Linked DNA regions of Rattus norvegicus: region 1 is linked to region 2. Evidence: chromatin contacts called from public Hi-C data. All regions are on one chromosome and are shown on one strand. Each heading gives the region's core, a stretch centred on a gene start, on an enhancer-like site or on the middle of the called end of the contact. The rest is flanking DNA. Distances are from core to core; before and after follow the strand shown. Region 1 overlaps Prkd3 (protein kinase D3). Region 2 has its middle 41 kb from the start of Rmdn2.

What was found. A called contact is a pair of places that touch in the nucleus more often than the background predicts.
Region 1: a contact with region 2 is called in a Hi-C map of liver, with 2.5 times the contacts expected there. The contact joins two enhancer-like sites. A contact is called at or near these places in 7 of 12 Hi-C or Micro-C datasets (the A7r5 cell line, Schwann cells, frontal cortex and 4 more).

Annotation. Positions count from the first base shown.
Region 1 is chr6:21,826,152-21,830,746 of GRCr8, forward strand. It overlaps Prkd3 (protein kinase D3), which reads left to right. Exons shown (of 18, transcript NM_001024263.2): 4 at 705-862. Among named protein-coding and RNA genes, the nearest start is that of Prkd3, 36 kb to the left of the region's middle. Within about 2 kb of position 1,615, at least 1 of the 93 cell types and tissues checked has an H3K27ac peak or open chromatin away from gene starts, as enhancers often do. A contact at or near this core is called in liver, where this site is marked.
Region 2 is chr6:21,231,897-21,236,802 of GRCr8, forward strand. No RefSeq gene overlaps it. Among named protein-coding and RNA genes, the nearest start is that of Rmdn2, 41 kb to the left of the region's middle. Within about 2 kb of position 1,710, at least 6 of the 93 cell types and tissues checked have an H3K27ac peak or open chromatin away from gene starts, as enhancers often do. A contact at or near this core is called in liver, where this site is marked.

The DNA of each region.
Region 1 (4,595 bases), core at 365-2,864, 590 kb after region 2:
AGGACCTGAGTGCAGTCCCCAGAACCCTTGTAAAAGCTGGGCGTGGTGACATGTTCTTGGCAAATTAGGAGACAAGGGGGGCTTTCTTACAGTTCCAGGCCCCAGTGAGAGATGCTGCCCCAACATAGGTCTCCTCAGTAATGGGAGCTGAAGTTCATCTCTCACCTCCATACTCATACACAGATCCCTGCACACACATGGTACACATACAGCCTTTATGTTGTACAATTGTGTGTTATACTTACATGACACCGATACTCTATATTAGCATTTGTTATTATTTTATGTTCAGAAACATTGAGATTTGAGTTTCATATAGTTTGTCACTGGGCAGTGCTTAAAGCCAGGAGTGGCTCTTAAACCCTTGCCACGTTCATAAACATGCTTAGCCGGGCTCCACCTCCACTGTTCCGAGTCTGTAGCTTCAGGGGTGAGCCTAGTAATTTATGTTTCTAATAAACTTCCAGGGGGTTGTGCTAGCTATCACAAGTCAAGACTCACTACTCCAGGCAATATAACTTTTCTAAATAAACTTTTCTATACAGTTCTTATTCTTGAATTTGTTATGTTCCACGTCATCTGTTATCTTAGTTCTTAATTAAGGTTGGTATTGTTACTGGCAGAAATAAAGACTGTTTTTTATGTGTCACATTTCAAATAGTTACATTTAAAATTTTTATATTTTACTCTTAAAATATATTTAGGCTGTGGATTAAATTATCATAAACGATGTGCCTTCAAGATTCCAAATAACTGCAGTGGAGTAAGAAAGAGACGTCTGTCAAATGTGTCTCTGCCAGGACCTGGCCTCTCAGTTCCGAGACCCCTGCAGCCTGAATGTGTGCCCCTGCTCAGTGAAGAGGTATGTATTCTCAAGTCATGGGAGGCATTTTACTAATTATTCCCAGTGATTTTACAAGGCCTATGACATCCCAGAACAGGTGATACCAGAGGACAGTAACGTTCCTACACTTAAGGAACTTTAAATGTGGTAATAAAGACAAGGCTCTCCAATAGCAGTGGATTGTGCCGTGCACTCCTGGGGACTGCGTTATTGTATAGATCACTGTGTGAGCCTGCTTTCATTATCCTGCACCCAGCATCTGTACTTCAGTTAATCTTACGTGTAACGATAATGCCAGCTTTCCTAATACACAACTCCAGTCATGTTTCCATGTTTCTCTCCTCTAGATAACTATATTAGGGATCTCCAGATGAACAAAACCTATACGTGTGTGTGTGTGTGTGTGTGTGTGTGTGTGTGTGTGTGTGTGTGTGTGTTTAAATGACAGAATATATTACATTGGCTTATGTGATCAGATTCTCAGTAGTCCCAAAAAGATCATCTATAGACTGGAAAGCAGGAAAAACTAATGGCTACTTAGAAACTAGAAGCCTCAGAATCTGAGGGACAGCTGTCTGGAAGTGTACTGGAGAGTTGCTGGTACTAGTCTGTCTAAAAAGGGCTGATGCATGTGGAGTCTGACAGGCACAGTGATGGCAGGAGGAAGCAGCTCTCCACTGAAGATTGGCATGGCATGCAGAATGTGCACCCTTCTGTTCTTATTGCATCGGCACCCACAGCGCCACCCACGGTCACAACATGTCTTTCCCTCTCAGATATTTCTCATCACTGAAAGTTTGTTGCACACGGGCCGCAGTTTGCTCTGGGCAGTGCTTGAAGCCAGCAGTGGCTCTTAAACTCTTGCCAAGCTCTTAGAACATGCTTAGCCGGGTCCCGCCTCCCCTGTTCCGAGTCTGAGGTGGCACTTACCTAGACCTACAGAGTAGTCTGTCTTTATAGTGCCATCACACTTTTGAAACCTTGTTTGTGAGTCTAACATTCTGCCAAGTGTTTGTGTACTAAATTATAGAAAACGAGAAATAAATTTCTAAAAATAAATAAACACATAAGTAAAGCCAATATGTAAAGCTCTACTGCGTAAGGAATTAAGCTTGAAAAAGGCATACTGGAAGCAGATCCTTAGATGTAACTGTATCATAATCATAAAAGACAATGTAACGAGGTTCATGAAAACAGAAATTCTCTCTGTAAAGTTCAGTCTGTGACTCACTTAGCACAGCACTTGGTACCCAGGTGATATGAATGAATGAGCACGCCTGTTCCCAAAGTGTGAGGTAGACTCCGGAGACACAATGGGTAAGTGCCTTCCAGAGTCACAGGGCAGATTAATAAGTGTATTCTTCTTTCCAAGGATAAATACAGTAGTTTATTGAAGATTTATGTGCTTAGTAGTACTTGGAATGGTTTATATCTGTAAATTGTAATCTTGCCAGGAGTTGGTTTTAAAGCCTCTGTCTTTTATATATAACTGCTATCAGGACTTCTGTACACTAGCACAGTGCAAAGCTTTGGGCTATTGTCTATTTAATAAAAGTAAAACTTATGTAATCCTACTCTAAAACTTCTCCTGTTCATATACTACTTAGCCACTGAAAGAAACTTTTGAAGTAGATAAAGAAAGGTAATCCCAATACTCAAGCAAGGATCGTGAGTTCTAGGCCAGTGAGACCCTGGTTAACAACAGCAAACACCCAAGGGAGAGAGTAGAAGGAATGTGTGTATGGAGGCCGAGAAGGAGAAGCTGTGCACAGACATAGGGGAGGCCTTGGGAGGAGATTGGTGTGTCTCATACACTGAACCACAGAGGGAACCTATCAGGGAATGATAAGTTACTGCTTTAAGAACCCACGAATGATGCTCTGGTGGCAGCTACCCTCAGTTGGTCGTTCCTGGCCTAGGGGAAGGCAGAGGGCAGAGGAAAGGGAAGCACTGCCACCCTTTAGTAATCGCAGGGCATTGGTTCTAGAGCCTGCAGCAGATACTGAAATCCATTACTGTTCAACCCCTTTTTAGAAGTTGGCAGGATATCTGCATATAATGTACTTACACACATCTCTTGAACACTTTAAGTCATCACTAGGTTGTTTAGATACTCAATATACTGAAAAATAGAATTATTGTTCTGAGTGTGACGGTGAGCATCCTGCTGATCTCTAGTGTTGATCTCAGTCATCTGGCTCATGAGCAGGTGTGTTCCCACTTCCTTCCCACATATGTATCCTGCCTGCAGTGTCCCCGGTAGAAGACGACCAGCCTCTGTGGATGGGGCGTATGCCAGAGCAGTTAGAAGGTGCAAGCAACCCTGACGCTGAACCAAGGGCAGTGAAGAGCTCTTCAGCCTCCTCATGCCTACCTTGTTGCTCAGAGGTCTGCATTACAATCGTCAGAGGCACACTTCATCCCAGTTTTCTTAGAGGAAACGAGGAATACGTTTCTAAAAATGAGTGGGTGGGTGGGTGGGTGGATGGATGGATGGATGGATGGATGGATGGATGGATGGTTGGATGCCAAGATATAAAGCCTCACTAAATAAGGGAAATGAGCTTGGAAACAGGTATGTTGGGAGTAGAACCTATTAACATAACTCTGAGGTTGCCTTCGTCTGTGTGCACAAAGCTATTTCTATCATGATCATAAAAGACACTGTAAGGAGGTGAAAGAACAGAATTTTTATTGAATTTGGTTAGAATGAAAGCTATAAGGTTTAAGGATCCACAAGTACTGACTGTTTGAAGGTGAAATGGTTGAGTATTCATCTCAGTATATTTCTGAGAGACAGAATGACACTAGAAAGAAAGCTCAGGTCTGAGCTGGTGCACAAAAGTAGAGGAACTTGTCTCACAGATTCTCCAGTGCTGATTACAATGTGCAGAGTTGATGGTTTTTTTATGCTTTTCTTTCCGAGAGAGAGAGAGACAGAGAGAGACAGAGAGAGAGACAGAGAGAGAGAGACAGAGAGAGAGAGACAGAGAGAGAGAGACAGAGAGAGAGAGACAGAGAGAGTCTGTGTCTGTCTGATAATTGGCAATGATGTTGCACAGTTTTGTTAGGAATTAATTAGCTTACAACTAAGCCAATTGGAAGTAAGTTACTTTTAGAAAATTTCTGGCTACACATTAAAACAGAAAAACAATTAAGCTAATACTAATTTGCAATTAGAAGACTTTAAAAGAAGGCTAGGATTTTCACTCAATTCTTGTTGTGTTGATGTCAGTGGTCCCATTCAGTTGCTCATTGAGTGTGCCATACCTCTCCTGCCACCATCACTGCCAGAGGCAGTCACTGAGACTCGGGTCATACTGATTGATGTCAGTCAAGGCACATGGAGGTAGGGAAAATGTTAAGAATTTCAGGGATTCAGTGCAGAAAACCTACTCATTGTATTCTCAGTCCACTTTGATATTTAGATGGGAATAGAATTTAAATAACCCTGTGACTGCTACTGCTACAGAGGGACAATTGTACCTGGCACACATGCTCTGTACCATGTCCCTAATGCCCTGAAGATACCAGCAGGACATGAACAAAGGTACTAACCGGCCATGCAAATAAAAGTCTTACTTACAGGGGTGTCCTCTGTATTGGATGACTAATACACATCAGTTTTACTGTGCCTTGTATGATTTGAACTTGAGGCGGACCAAAAATAGAAGATGCAGGAGGAGAGGAAGTGCAGAGGAGACTGGCACACTGAGAACAAGCTCAGAGGGCTGCCCCTGACAGTGAAGAC
Region 2 (4,906 bases), core at 460-2,959:
CAGTCTCCTCCTCTTCTTTCAACTTTTCTCACACTCATCCTTCCTTCCTTCTGGCTCAAAATCCACTGACAATGTTCAAGTGCAGATTTTGAAGGGCTGTTCACCCTCTCTTGGCAGGGTTTACCAGTCAATTATTCTGCATAATTTGTTCTTTTCTGGACAGTATTAGTCTGCAGATGAAATGGGCAGTTTTGCCTGGTGGCTGCCTAGCCACAAAGTATTGCCTAGCCTGGAGGTAGAGATGTTCAAATTCTTCATTGAATCTGCCAAAGGGGAACTGTTAGGAGCATCGTCTTTATAAGAAGTGCCTTGGTCATGTTGTCTCTGCACAGCTGTAAAACCCTAAATAAGACAAAAACCCTAAATAAGACAGTTGTGTCAACAGTGAAGTCTGGATCTTTTTTTTTTTCCTTCGGAGCTGGGGACTGAACCCAGGGCCTTGCAGTTGCTAGGCAAGCACTCTACCACTGAGCTAAATCCCCAACCCCAGTCTGGATCTTTCTTTTGGCCCTTTCACTTTCTGTCCTGTCCCGGGAGTGAGTTCAGAGCTGCTCAGGAGGCTTAAGGACCATGCTGTGTGCTCATCTTGTAGCGTGGGTTGGGGGTGGGTGGGTAGGTGTGTTTCTGCCCACCAGTCCTTACTCTTGTTCCTGTCTTTAGGCTTACTCTCTGGCTTCATCTGCGCATGCCCGTGCTCAGTTCTGTGTCCTTTAGTTTCAAGGTCTAGACATGTATTCCTATTTTGTCCCAACCACACGCACATTCTGGTTTCTAGCCCCTCCTGCTCATGTTCCTCTACTCCATCCACAGGGGCTTAGGGGAACCTTTGGATCTTCTTATACCTGGATAGGATATTCAGGACTTTTTCAGACAAACCGGCCCTGTCCATGAAAATTATGACCATGTAATTAAGCATAATAATAAGAAACTTCCTGGGCAGAGCTCTTATAAGTCATATGGGAGTCGTGATTGCTATGTTGCTTCTAACAGTGCAGGGGTTCTTTGATCTTTTCTCAGATAAGGAAACAAAGTCAAAGATAAGATAATGTTACCTTGAGAAAAGACGTTTGCTCTCAGTGCTTTTCTCTGGAGCTAGTTCTGCTAGCCTGGGAATTTGACTCAGGGCTGAGCCTATGTTGACTTGGTGGGTTGCTGGTGAGCCTTGCATGGACAATACTGATTTTTAATAAAACTCTGATATATCTCTCCAGTCTCCAAGTGGTCTGCTAGCCATGTCTTGATAAAGCTTTATTATAAAGCTTCTTTTTTTTCCTTTTTTTTTTTTAAAGCGGGGGGAGCTGATAGTTTCTCAATTTCTAAGTGTTCTTTCATGCTGGTTGAAAGCCAGTGTTGAATGATGGTCCATGTGTTTAAGTATACTTTCCTTTGAAATGTAATATTTCAGTTAACAGGAAGCTTTAGATGGAGAAAAACCTTCTGTTAAAAGCTTCAGACTAAGTAGACTTCATAGAGTGTATTTGGACATCAAAGGCATTGGGAGTTGGGAAATGATACAGAGTCCCTGAACTGGGAGACAGTAGAGAGATCACTTGACTGTCTGGAGTGAGCCTTTTGATTTATCTGGGTCGGGTCAGGCAGGAAGTCCCTAGCAGAGCTTAGTTGGCAGTTCCTGATGGGTTAAGTTTGAGTTCTGTTACACCATTTGCATGAAACTGGGTTTTGTTTGCTTAGGTAAGAACACAGGGCACAGGAGCCAGCCAGGCAAAAGGCCTCTGCTTACTGTTTTAACACTAAGCAATGTTAATGGAGCAGGGGAATGGCAGGGACTGTTTCTGTCCTCTTGTCTTGATGGAAGAAAACTGGCAGGGAGACATAAATTACTGTATAGGCCTCTGAAAATGACTCATTTTGTGTCCTTAAGCAAGCCATTTATGGAGGTTGTGTATTAAATGAGGTTTGCTGATGGATAAGGAGGGTGATATGATCTGAATGACTGGAGATATTTTTAAAGGGACAATGACACTAAATGACTGAGTCTGACCCTCTTTCATTCCGGTGAGCAGGGTATTAACCCATCGGCGCAAGAGAGGCCTCGTAGGTCATCCAGCCCAGCTCCCTCAGTTGGCAGATAGGAAACTTCCAGAATATAATTTTTGCCAAGGTCGGCGAGGGGAAGCAGACATGAGCCAGGCTGTCTGGCTATCACTGTCCGATCGTAGAGAAGATTTTTTATTCTGTCTTAAATGTACAGCACAGTGCTCTCAGCAGTGCTCCCAGCTCTGTGTCCTGGAGGACAGAGGGAAGATTTAAGGAAACATTACCAATGAGTCTAGCAAACATTGTTCAGGATATGAATTTGACTTCATTCTGTCATCCCGAGGAATGGGTCATCTCCCATCTCAGCAGCTCTGTAACTGTTGACTCTAGACAGACCAATGTGAGACAGGAGACCCTTACCACAGAAACTTAGGAGTGAGACAGGGGGATATCTAAGTCAGCAAATCAGAGTTTAGGGTAGGGGCAGAGGCTACTGACCCTGGTGTAGCACAAAGGACGTTTTGACAGAGTTTTACAGCATATGCCTGTTGGCCTGTTTCTCTGAACCCAGACTATTCTTGTAGGTAGAGGAAACTCATTCTCCATCTCTCTGGGGATCTACAGAGTAACAAAAGGTGGGAAAACAAGAGAAACACAAGAAGTTTGTTGGCACGTGTACCATAGATATATGGGGTACCCGGGCATGAGTGACTCAAAGGGCTCTTTAGAGCTTGAGTTTATGTGGCATTTTGACAGAAGAAAAGCAAGTTTTTAGTGATGTAACAAGATGAAGAATGGAGTCTCAGGACTTTCAGGGCAGCCAAATTGGGGAAGTTAAATATATGAAGAAGTAATAACACCCAAGGGTGAGGTGGTAAGACTAGAGTCTCCTAGTAGGGAGTATAGAAGCATGTATGTTGGAGTGTCACTTCCTTGTGGAAAGGTAGGAGACAAAGCTTGTTTGTTTAGTTTTAAAATACATTCCTAACTGTCTTCAGCTCAAAATAATCCTGATGGCAAAGTGATAATGTTGAAGGGTAGCTAGTATATCCTACAGTCCTTCACTCTGCTCAGTTTCTTGGAAGGATTAAATCGCAGTACTTAAAGCAGATGGCACTCTGATTCCTGATTAGAAAAGAGTTCAGTGTTTGTGCCCTTGCCTAGTGTGTATGAAACCCCAGCTTCAGTTCCCAACACTGAAAGTGTAGTGTCCCCTGGTCCAGACTGAGCAACCCTGAATGGCTGGGTTGACAGTCACGATACTGTCAAGAGGAAGTAAAGTGGGTTTGAGGAAGGACAACCTCCAGCAGAGAAAGGGTGAATATTTCTCACTGGTTAACAGATGGCTGAAGATCAATAGGGACTTAGGAGAAGCACTGAGCTTCGTAGGCTCCAGGCCAGTTCCTAGCCTCAAGGGCATAACTGTGCCAAGATTGAAGGAGAATGTACTCAGCGGTATCACATTGGAGAACAGTGTCAAATTCGAGCCCTCCCAAGAGAATTCCCAGGGAGCTGACTATCCAGAAAAGAGCTGTGGGAACATGTATACTCTAGATCTACAAAGGACTCTATCCATGGGATATAATCATCTGAGGCCTACAAGGTCCAGACTTCATAATGAGTGATAATAATATTCACTCAGTTACTCTTATGAATGTGAAATACAATAAGCACAGTTTTCATCTCTACCTTAACACAATCTTTGAGTAAAACAGCATTCCCATTTCACAGATGAGGAGACAGAGATTGACAGTTCAATCAAGAGCCTACAGCCATCTAGTCTTTCATCAGCAAGCATAGATTCCTATTCAGTTCTCATTACAAAATCTAATTGTAATCATGATACTACATTGTCTTACAATGGTTGGGATACAGCCTCCTGGGGAGGAGTTGATTTGAGAGAAGTCAATACTCAGGTATAACAGTAGTGTTTAAATTCAGGATTCAAGTGGCCTCTGGGCTGTGGACAGAGGCAGATGAATGCATAAAGACTTTACAGATGAGGACTCTGCTCATGAGATCTGGTTTGAGTATTGACTCAATGAGTATTTCCTATAACGGCTATGTGAGTTTGCTCAGTGAATCTGCCTATCTTGGGATTCTCATTAGGATTGGAAACTGACGGGATCAGGACAAACAATGAACATGAAATTATAAAATGGGTGTGTATGGGAGGAAGGGGCGGATAGTAAGTAGGGAGTGAACACGTCCAACATGGTTCTGGTTTCAGAGCAGGCTCTCTTGTAGGGCTTTGTCTCTCTGCAGCATTTGAGTTTTATCTGATTAACAGTCCTCCTGTTGGGGTGCCGAAGGACAGGATCAGAGCGATTGGGAGAGCCAGGGCCCAGGTGGCTGGTCAGGCCATAGATAGCTAGTGCAGAGACAGGAAGTGGGGACGGTGGTTCTGGGAGAAGCTAAACTGTGAGATCTGCCTGGGCATGGAGAGCCAAACAGTAGGAGGTTCGGAACAGACGGGGGTCTACTGTCTGTGATGTTACATCATCAGAAGGAAGCAAACATGCTTCCAGAAAAGAAGCCAGGCTAACAAGCTTGGAACCTTGACAAAAACAACAATTTAGTGGGGTTTTTGGTGGCACATTTTGGCATCTAGCCGAGCTAAGCAAGTCCTCAGAGACAGCCCGGAACCAGCCAGACCACTTACGCCTGCTCCCTTGCCTCTCGTCTCCCTGTGGGTAGTAACATTGGCCACAAGAGGGCAGTGAGGGCCGTGAATTTTACCAGGCTGACTCCTGCTGAGGGCTGAGCACTCCAGAGAGGTGCAGTAGAGAAAGGCACAGGTTTTTCCCCAGCTCTGCCCAGAGCATTAGAATTTTCCAGGGTGTGTAGGATCTGGAGTCTGAGCTTTTAACATACGATACGAGAATGGTTTTCCCTAGAGAATGCAAAA